Linked DNA regions of Mus musculus: region 1 is linked to region 2. The links are chromatin contacts, called in public Micro-C maps. All regions are on one chromosome and are shown on one strand. The core of a region is the stretch at or near the end of the contact, and the rest is flanking DNA. Distances in the headings are between cores, read along the strand shown.

Region 1 (4,734 bases), core at 1,113-3,612, 700 kb after region 2:
CTGTAGGCTTACGATCTGGAAGTATCAACTATTGTAGCCAGTTTTTATGAGTTTAATTCCACTAGCAAATCCTACTTTCTATATTTTAAGTCTCAACTACAGCAAATCAAGCACATTTTGAAAGAAACGATCCAGGGGGAAGAATGGAAAAAGAAGGCAAGAAAACCACCGCAAATAACCTCTCCTGCAGCAAACCAAGAACTTCTAGGAACACAGGACAAGCCTGCGACCATGTCAACTCACCTTTATTGCTCACAAAACTGCCTTTGAATCATTGCAGTGTGCCTGTTTTATTTCCCACCCAAGGTTCCATAAATCATGGAACTAGCCTGGACTGACTACGTGAAAACTTTCTGGGCCTTTTTCTCCCTCTCTTTTTCCAGCATGTTTTCTTGCATGACCCAACTCTGTGACTCCCACAAGCCATGGAAAGTGGCCTTAGAATTACATCAAAGCCCCTGAAAGGCAGCAGGTACTAAACAGGGCCCTGGGTCCCTCAGGAACTGAACCTATCTTCTGGGTAGCGAGACTCAACGGGGTACAATGAGAATTGTCACGGGGGGGGGTCCTCATTGGGATTTTATTGTTGTGGCAAATAAATGTTCTCAAAGAGAAGATTTAGCCTACTTCTCCAGCCCCAAACATTCACAGATGACTCATTGGAGACTCTACATATATAGCAGACAAAATGCCAGCAGGGTGGGCCTCTATCTTGTTTCTCAAATCTATTTAATGTATACCTTGATTATTTTCTTGTTTATAAAATTCAGTATTACAAGGCTTGTTGTGGGATATCAAGTCTAAAACTACCTTGCTGAAAGAAGTGAAATATTCATTTTATGGCCAAATGTAGGAGTAACTTGATTTGGGAAAAACCTCTCCCCATATTTATTATTTAGACTTAGTGACTAGCATGGCTGGACCGTGGGAGAGATGGAATTCCAAGTATTACATTTAGCAGCTTTTTATCCCCGAAGTTCAGAAAAGAAGTCTGGGAACCACTGCAGTGGGCACACACTTCCATTTTTCCAATTATAATTTCGTGAGTTTGTTTCATGGCAGTCATACAGCAAGCACAGAACCAAAGGCCCAAAGCACTTGTTTGCTCTCAGTGGAAAGCACAGTCAAGAACTTCCTTGAAAATATTTTCAACTGTTTTAGCTCCACCTAACTTTTTTGTAGCCTGATCCCCATCTGCCAGGGAACTTTGAAACCCAGAGCTTCTCTAAATGTACACCCTGTTTTAAATGTCTTTGGATTGATTTCCTACAGATCTACTTTTTCAATGTAATTACTAAATTCTCTGTTTCCTTCCTATTGGTCTAGTTTTTGTGGACAGAGGAAACCAGGTTTGAGGGTTTTTTTTTTTTTAAAAAAACTGTTACTAGTGTTGGTTTTAGTCACTTAAAACAAACAAGGGGTTTATCCTTTCTGCTTGTGTCAAAACTCAGCACAGCCCAAAACTACTTTCCTGAGGGCAATCATTTTAAGTAAAGTTTGATGTAGTCACAAGTTTATTTTGAAGCCCATGAAACCGATTTACCTGTAAAATTACAAAAGAGGCTGGGCAATCTAACTCTAGGTGAAAGATGAGACCACCAAATTAAAGTTGAAACTGACAAGCTCACTGCGTGAAACCGCCTAGGCACTGAATCTGTTCAAGTGTTTGAAGTTTCTCACTAAAACCCCCGGTAGTGCCAGGGAGAAGGACGCTTTCTCCAAGAAGCCAGGACAGTTATGCTACATTGGCGTCTCACTCCAAGGACCACTTGGTCTTAACTCATCTCCCATCCAGGGAGCAGTACCTGCCCAGGCCCGGTTGCAAACGCTTTTGAATGCCCACCACTGGCGGGCGAGTCTGTTCTTGCAAGGACGCAGGAAAAGAATCCTTTGGTCCCTCTGGCTCTCAGGTTGGAAAGCAGAGGCGACCGCACACGGGCAAAAGTACAGCAGCCCACTATATCGCCCAGCGGTTGTCTTACCGGTACAAGAGTGCAGGGGCTTGGGTCGCACCACCAGCGACGGGCACACAGAGTAGAGGGAAAGTTTCTCAAAGTAGTCGCAGGTCTCCTTGGAGAGGATCTCATCGATCATGAAAGTCTTGTAGCGCCGCCTGGCTGCTTTGAGCTGGCCGGGTGAGCTCAGCCTCAGTTCCGCGTGGCAGTGCATGGTGAGCCGGGACCAGAGCCTGGCGACCTGAGCGCGGCGAGCGCCTGGCCGTCCGGGACCGCAGGAGGTGGCTCGCTGGCTGGGGCCTGAGCCCCGCTCCTCGGCAGCCAGAGGGGCGGCGGGGCCCGGGGAGGCGCGCAAAGCAGAGAGGGCACGGGCGCGCCTGCTGCGTCTACACCCACCCGCCGAGCAGCATCTTTGACTACAGCCTTTTTGGGACACCGCAGCTGTCAATCAGCGCGCACTTCCTGCAGGGCCAGGTGCGGAGCGCGAGCCGAGGGGCGTCGGCCGCTACCCCGCCCCTGCGCGCCCGTGCGGCTGGGGTGCTGACCTGCGCACCCCGGGTCCGACCGCTCTTGCCCGCTGCCTCCCGCCGATCCGAGAGTCGAGCGCTCCCCAGGCGGCTCTATTTTAAGACACTCGCTCCGGTTCTCCTTTCCCCCTCCCCCAGCTCCAGGTGTGTGTACGGGTGTGTGCGCGCGCTCGTGTGTGTGTGTGCACGCGCAGGACTGCGGGCGCGCGCCTCCTTCTCCAGGGACTCAGGAGTCTAGCCGCCACTTTTCCGAGTCGCATCGCCCCTCTGTCCTCCCTTAGCGCCAGTCCTGCTAAAGGGGGCACCGCTCCCGCCCCTCCGCCCCCGCAACCCTATAGGCAGCTATGTCCACACCTCTTGCCATAAAGCAGTGGCATCTTCATCCAGAATCGCGAAGCTCCGGGCTCCAGAGCGCGCGCTTTCCGACGACCACCGAGCCTCACTTGTCCCCGCTGGGCCATTTCCCTAAACCACAGTGTCCTCTCTCAACCCAGCCCACAGCTCCGAAGCCCGCGCTGCAGCCGTGCGCTCCCGAGGTGGGGCATTTGCTCCAAGGTTGCAAACTTGATTGCCTCACTACGACCCCAAACTACAAATGAATTTAGCACACTCCGTTATCCCAATTATAAACTAGGGTAGTAATGTGGTGTGTGTGAGTGTGTGTTTAAATTCTGTTCATACAACGGTTTTCTTTTGCCAGAAAGGGCCAAAACAGCGGGATCGCGACGTGCCCGCGGCCCTTCCAAAGTTAGCCCAAATTCTGGCTTTTCCTAGTGCCCAATCCCGCTTTCCATTCCGGGGTATAACACACTTCTGGTATTGGGGGATGGTTTGCCTCTTTCTTCCTAGCGTCCTAATCTCAGAATCTGTTCCTACCAATGTCTGTACGAACTTTGTTCCTAACCACAATCCTTGCGTTAGAGCGTCCGGCCCGCACCTAAGCGCCTAGGACAGCTCCTGCTGTCAGTGACTCTTCCAGCCGGCCGGCCGGCCGTGGGAAACGACCTCCGGGTGCACTCCCAGCCCCCAAGACTGTGCCCCTGAAGTGGTGTGCGCAAGCTGGAAAAGAAACGGACAGCGGGGACACAGAATTTGGGACAAAACAGCCGATGGTGTTTGCCTGACGCTCGCACGGTGCGACTGATCCCGTGGCTACGCGCTCCGAGCATGGTTAGCCGCGGAAGCAAGTCGGGACGCGCACCTGGGCCGGTGGTTAAACTCGCTAAGGAACAAACTTGCTGAACTAATGATTAAACACTTAAAGAAAATAGGCATTAATAGACTGAATCATAGTCGAGCGTTTGCTGTGGGCATCAGCTCGTATTAATGATTTTTATTTCTCGTGTGTCTGCCTCTGCCTGATTTCTCTTTCCTTCTTAACTCTTGAGATTGCTTTTATTTCTGCTGTACCAGACATAGGTAGCCAGCACTGCAGCTAGGTACCCCAGAGGCTGAGGTCCTTGCCTTTATCCCTGGACTCTGTGGACTATCTGCTGTGGAGGACGGAGGGCCTAGGACCTGTCGGGGTGCGCCACCGGTCGCCTCGACCCGCTACGCGAGGAGCCAGGGGCCAGGGACCCAGCGCAACACTCGCTGCCGTGCTAATCCTGAGGCGCTGCTCTCTTGAGTCACCCGTACAGTGCCATGCCGCACCATAGGCAGCCACGAAGAAACTAAGTGCTTGGCGGGAATTGAGTCTGACGGAGGCGACAGGGAGACCGGCTTGCAGCGCTCGGAGCCCGGCATCCGAATGGCCTCAGGGCCGGAGCTTGAGCGTGCCGCTGCGCTTAGGCTAGCAGGTTCCGGAGTGGTCTCGCGAAGGCGTGCGCTCTGGGTCTCACTATCGGTAACCCTGTCTCTGTCCTGCACTCCTGTCCTTCAACCTTTTTTCTTTCTTTCTCTTGGCTCTTCCCTCTTTTTACCCCTCTCATTTCTCCCTTTCCCTCGTTGGTACTCGCCTTTGGGGCTTCTAAGTTTGGGCTCCTTTTTCTCTTTCCTTACTTCTGCCCTTCGTTCCGTTCTTCCCCCCATAATGCATGCTTGTTTCTTTTTCTTCTTCCCTTTCTTTCTCCCTCTCCACCTTTTCTCTCTCCAAACTCGAGTCAGGAGTGGCATTTGTGAACCCGTACCCAGGGAAGCTCTTAGACAGACCAAGTGCTTGAACTCCTAGCCCAGTCTGCAGGAATGGACTGGCCCCATGACAAGTCTTTCCAAGTGGGGCCTCATTCTGTCGTCTTACTGCTCCCTTCTTC
Region 2 (4,254 bases), core at 86-2,585:
AGAAATATTTACACATTCTGTAGAAATGAATTCACTCTGAGCCGGGTTTTTAATTAGAACATTCTCAGGTCATGCCTATTTTATCAAACGCAATCTCTGACACTGGCTCAACGTACAGAAAGCCACGGTGGGTTTTTTTTTTTTTTTTAATACAAGCAGGCGCAAGAAGAAATAAACAACACCAGAAACACACAGTCCAGTCCTACAGTTCAAGCATTATTTCGAGAAAGTAAGTAAAAATAAAGTCCCATGTCTCCCTAGGCGACAGAGGGTTCTTGCGGGGAGGCTAGGTGCAGAGCAAGCTGCAGTACGGGTTCCACATCCGACATCCTGGCTCTTCCAGCGGCCTGAACTCCCGCCAACCACCTGGGACCCTAGACGACTTCACCAGGTTAACGGGGGTGACCTCTGGTGCAGAACAATCACTGTGACCCTGACCCACGTAAAGTACCCCCTGAAGCTTTCCAAATGTACTGGTGGATAGCTTCAACGTCCCCTGGGAGGAGGAAAGCCGGGCTCCCTAGTTTGCCAGACTTGTGCAAACGACTGGGAGGCAAGGGAGGGCGCAGAGCGCCCCGCTGCCCTGGCGGCGCCTCCTCTCCCCGCTCCCTCGGCATCTCGGCCACTCGCCAGGGCTGGAGCCGCATCCCCGCTGCCAAGTCCACCTGGTCAACGACTGCTGCGCGCCGACCGTCAAGGTGCGAGCCCGAAGCCCAGGCCCCCGACCGCTGCGGGCACCGGGGACCCGGTGCAGGCCGCCCCATTTAGAGCGCCGCGGGGCCGCAGGGCGCACGGCTGAGGCGCGCACGGCCCCGGGGGAGGGAGAGCGCGCGGTGCGGTGTCCCCGAGGATGCGGCGGCGCCGCCAGCGGGTAGGGGGCTGGGGCGGCCCCGCAGCCCCGACGCCTTTCATTTGGCCTCTGCGGCGACAGAGGCAGCCCGACCTCGGCGCTAAGCTCTGCGCAAAGCTGAGGCGCGCGGGCGGGGTGGGGGGAAGGCAACCCGCCGCTGCGCCGAGCCTCGCGCCGCGCCCCCGGTCCCACGCCCGCCCACAGGCCGTGCTCCCGGGCGACCGGAGGAGACGCAGATCGGGAGCTCGCCTGGTCCTCACCTCTATGTAGCCAGCCAGAGCCGCAGCGGGCGCCGTGAGCCCGAGCAGCAGCAGGACAAGAAGCTTGCCGGTGGCCGCAGCGGCCGCGGTCCCGGTGGCCGCCATCCTTCTCCAGGTCGCTGTGGCGCTGGGCTCTCCCCGTCTCTCGCACAGCCAGGCTACAGCGCTTCCCTACCGCGACCCAGAAGCGTCTGAAGCCCGTTCGCCGCCGCCCCGGGGGTTTTACATCGACCGGAACTGACTTCACAAAACCACGCCCCTCTTCGACAGGACCCAATACGAGCCGGCATAACTGGCCTAAGATACCTCCCCTTGTTTAGCCCAGGTCCAATCAGAGCACGGATACACCGACTCCCCTCCCCGCCCAGCGCGTGCCCCCTCGTGGCCCCGCCCCAAGCCACGGCCAGCCCCGCCCCCGCTCTGGACCCGAGGCTGGGGGCGCAGGAGTCTTCGCGGGTAGACCGTGGGCCGCTGTTCCCAGGGCGGGAGGCTCCTGTTTGGTTGTCTCCTGGGGTGGCTCTACATCATCCACCTTCAGCATCGGGATTTGGGCACGCCCCACTCCCCTAACCCTGCAGGATATTTTCCATATTCCTTTGGGTACCGCCCTCTTTGGGGCTTCTGGAAAATGTTTTAATTAAAAACAGGATGAATTGTTGGGAGTTCCGGACGGTTTGCAGAGGACCGACCCTGTCGCCCTGGAGGATGAACGCCGACATTCTGCTCTCCCCAGCGCTGCACGGGGCGCGCTCTTCCCCCCCAGACCTCTGCGCCCTTGTTTCGCCCCTGAACCCGCAGTGTCTGCACACCGCTGACCTCTGCTCCTTAGGTCCTTTCCCTGCCCCTCCTCGTCGTCACAGCCCCTGCGGCACAGAGAGGCCTTCCCCGCCGAGGCCAGTGGCGCCAGGCCACTGAAACACAAGCTCCCACCCCCCCACCCCCCTTCTCATGTGTTTCAGGACAGGATTCTGGCATCATTTTTCTTCAGTTTAAGATCTCTAAAGCAAAAGACACGCTTTCTCTCTTTTTTCATGCTCCCCAGCATCTTGGTTCCTGGGAAAGCGGCCTGCTGCCCCAGTTCACAACTGGCACCTTGTCCTCTCCATCACGAGGGCTCTGCTGGCTTTGTTTCCTTTCCGTAGCGGGTGATTTATGTACCACCCTCTGCAGAGACCTGGACTCATTTCTTTAGCTTCAACCATATCAAGAACCAAGTTCCTCTCCGCAGGAAGCATCTTAGTGGAGAGGGAGAGACAGTGTCTATAGTGGGCAGAGTGGGACAGTAAGGACCCTGTATTTTACAGATGCATTCTGCAACTGCACGCCAACGTAAGCAGTCCCGCTGTGGTCAAACTGGCTCTGCCTCATTCTCAATGGATGCCAGACACCTTTCCATTGCACAGCCCTTCCTGCTCCTGCTCCATTCCCACAATCCTCCATTCCACCTACAGGAAACACCTTACACAGATGTCATTTCACCCACCTCAGAATGCTGAGAGGGCTGTATCATACCGTGGCACTTTCCCATGGCTAGGTCTCTATGTCTCTCACATCACTGACAAGACATGAATTACGCCCAGTGAGTCTCCAAATGGGGACCTCATTCGATAAATGTTAGTACTCAATCCAGAGGCCCTAGAATTAGCATGAGTTTAGTACTGAATTTACCTTCACTCTCATTTATACATTGAACAAATGTGGCACTTGTCAGTGGGGCCTTTGAAAGGTAACTGGATTTAGTTGAGGTCATGGATGGGGGGCATTTCAGGACAGGATTAGTGGCCCTTAGAAAAGATAAGGGAAATTAAGATTTTGCCCTCCCTTTCTGGATCTTCCCCTCTCTTCTCTGTCTCCCTGCCCTTGTGAAGAAATAGTAAAAGCATCTAATATGTGGGAGGGGGGAAACGAATTTAGGAAATGACGTAAGGGAATTTCAGCCTAAAGCAAGTTGGAACTGGAAAAAGTTTGTTTGCATTTTCAGACATTGAAGAGTATTCATGAGAGGTGATTGACACATCGACCATGTTCTGGACTCTAAAATGCTACTCTATCTTTATTACATGATGCTGTTGGAGTGTGTCTACTCTTGCAGCTCTCAGACAGTAAATTTTCATCCCAAATGTGGTCTAGGTCTAAGAATCCTTTATTATCTTTGTGCACAAAAGTAAAAGGTTCTAAGATAATCATTTTGTTCTATTTTCATAAGACTCAGACTTTGTCTTCCACATACATTTAAGGCATATGCATTTCTTTGTTTTAAAAGGCCCAGAGTTCATGGTTGTATTTCTAACTTGTGCAGGAGTCTTCGATCCTCTGTGTATACCCTATACATATGTGAGATGCAGACTATGACTGCTGCTCCCAATTGAAGATGCGTTTCAGAGTCAACTATGAATTTTATTACAAAGGACCACAACTCCAGAAATTCCGATTCTCTAATATACATATATTTATGAAGCTTCCTAGGAAAGTCTAATTACTAGTATTTTATTTTGTTTTATTTTATTTAAGTCTGGGAACTGAACAGAGGTCTTCCAGCATCCTAGGCACACTGTATCTTTTGAGCACACTTTATCTTCAGTACATTCCCCACCCCACCCCACCCCTTTTTTTTTGGGGGGGGGGGGTTTCGAGTAGACCAGGCTGGCCTCGAACTCAGAGATCTGCCTGCCTCTGCCTCCCAAGTGCTGGGATTAAAGGTTCTTTTTTTATATATATATATTTTTAAGATTTATTTATCATTGTATCTAAGTACACTGTAGCTGTCTTCAGACACACCAGAAAAGGGCATCAGATCTTATTACAGATGGTTGTGAGCCACCACGTGGTTGCTGGGATTTGAACTCATGACCTTTGGAAGAACAGTCAGTGCTCTTACCCGCTGAGCCACCTCTCCAGCCCCTGTAGGTTCATTCTTAATCCTCTTCCCATGATCCAACTGTGTAAAATTTCTGGTCAGTGATTCCAGGTTTTAAATAATTTGTACATGTTCAGTTGCTACACTTTATCATCCACTAAGAATTTAAACAAAGATCACCTTCTCTGTTCAGCTGCTAATGCCAGAATCCATATTTCTTTTCACATGCTTTTCCCTGTTTTTAGTTTATTTGGTTTTTGGTTTTTTGGTTTTGGTTTGGTTTGGTT

The links. Hi-C and Micro-C count contacts between places; a contact is called where the count stands out from the background.
Region 1: a Micro-C map of embryonic stem cells shows a contact between it and region 2, with 4 times the contacts expected there. The contact joins the promoter of Barx2 here to the promoter of Aplp2 in region 2. A contact is called at or near these places in 1 of 39 promoter capture datasets (cranial neural crest), 1 of 484 Hi-C or Micro-C datasets (embryonic stem cells) and 1 of 115 datasets of contacts at active chromatin or transcription factors (pancreatic cancer cells).

The regions. Positions count from the first base shown.
Region 1 is chr9:31,910,923-31,915,656 of GRCm38.p6, forward strand. It overlaps Barx2 (BarH-like homeobox 2), which reads right to left and starts at 2,363. Exons shown (of 4, transcript NM_013800.2): 1 at 1,983-2,363. The coding sequence starts at 2,169. It overlaps Gm31497 (a long non-coding RNA gene), which reads left to right. Exons shown (of 3, transcript XR_379218.3): 3 at 91-276.
Region 2 is chr9:31,210,513-31,214,766 of GRCm38.p6, forward strand. Aplp2 (amyloid beta (A4) precursor-like protein 2) reads right to left here and starts at 1,336. Exons shown (of 18, transcript NM_001357698.1): 1 at 1,111-1,336. The coding sequence starts at 1,215.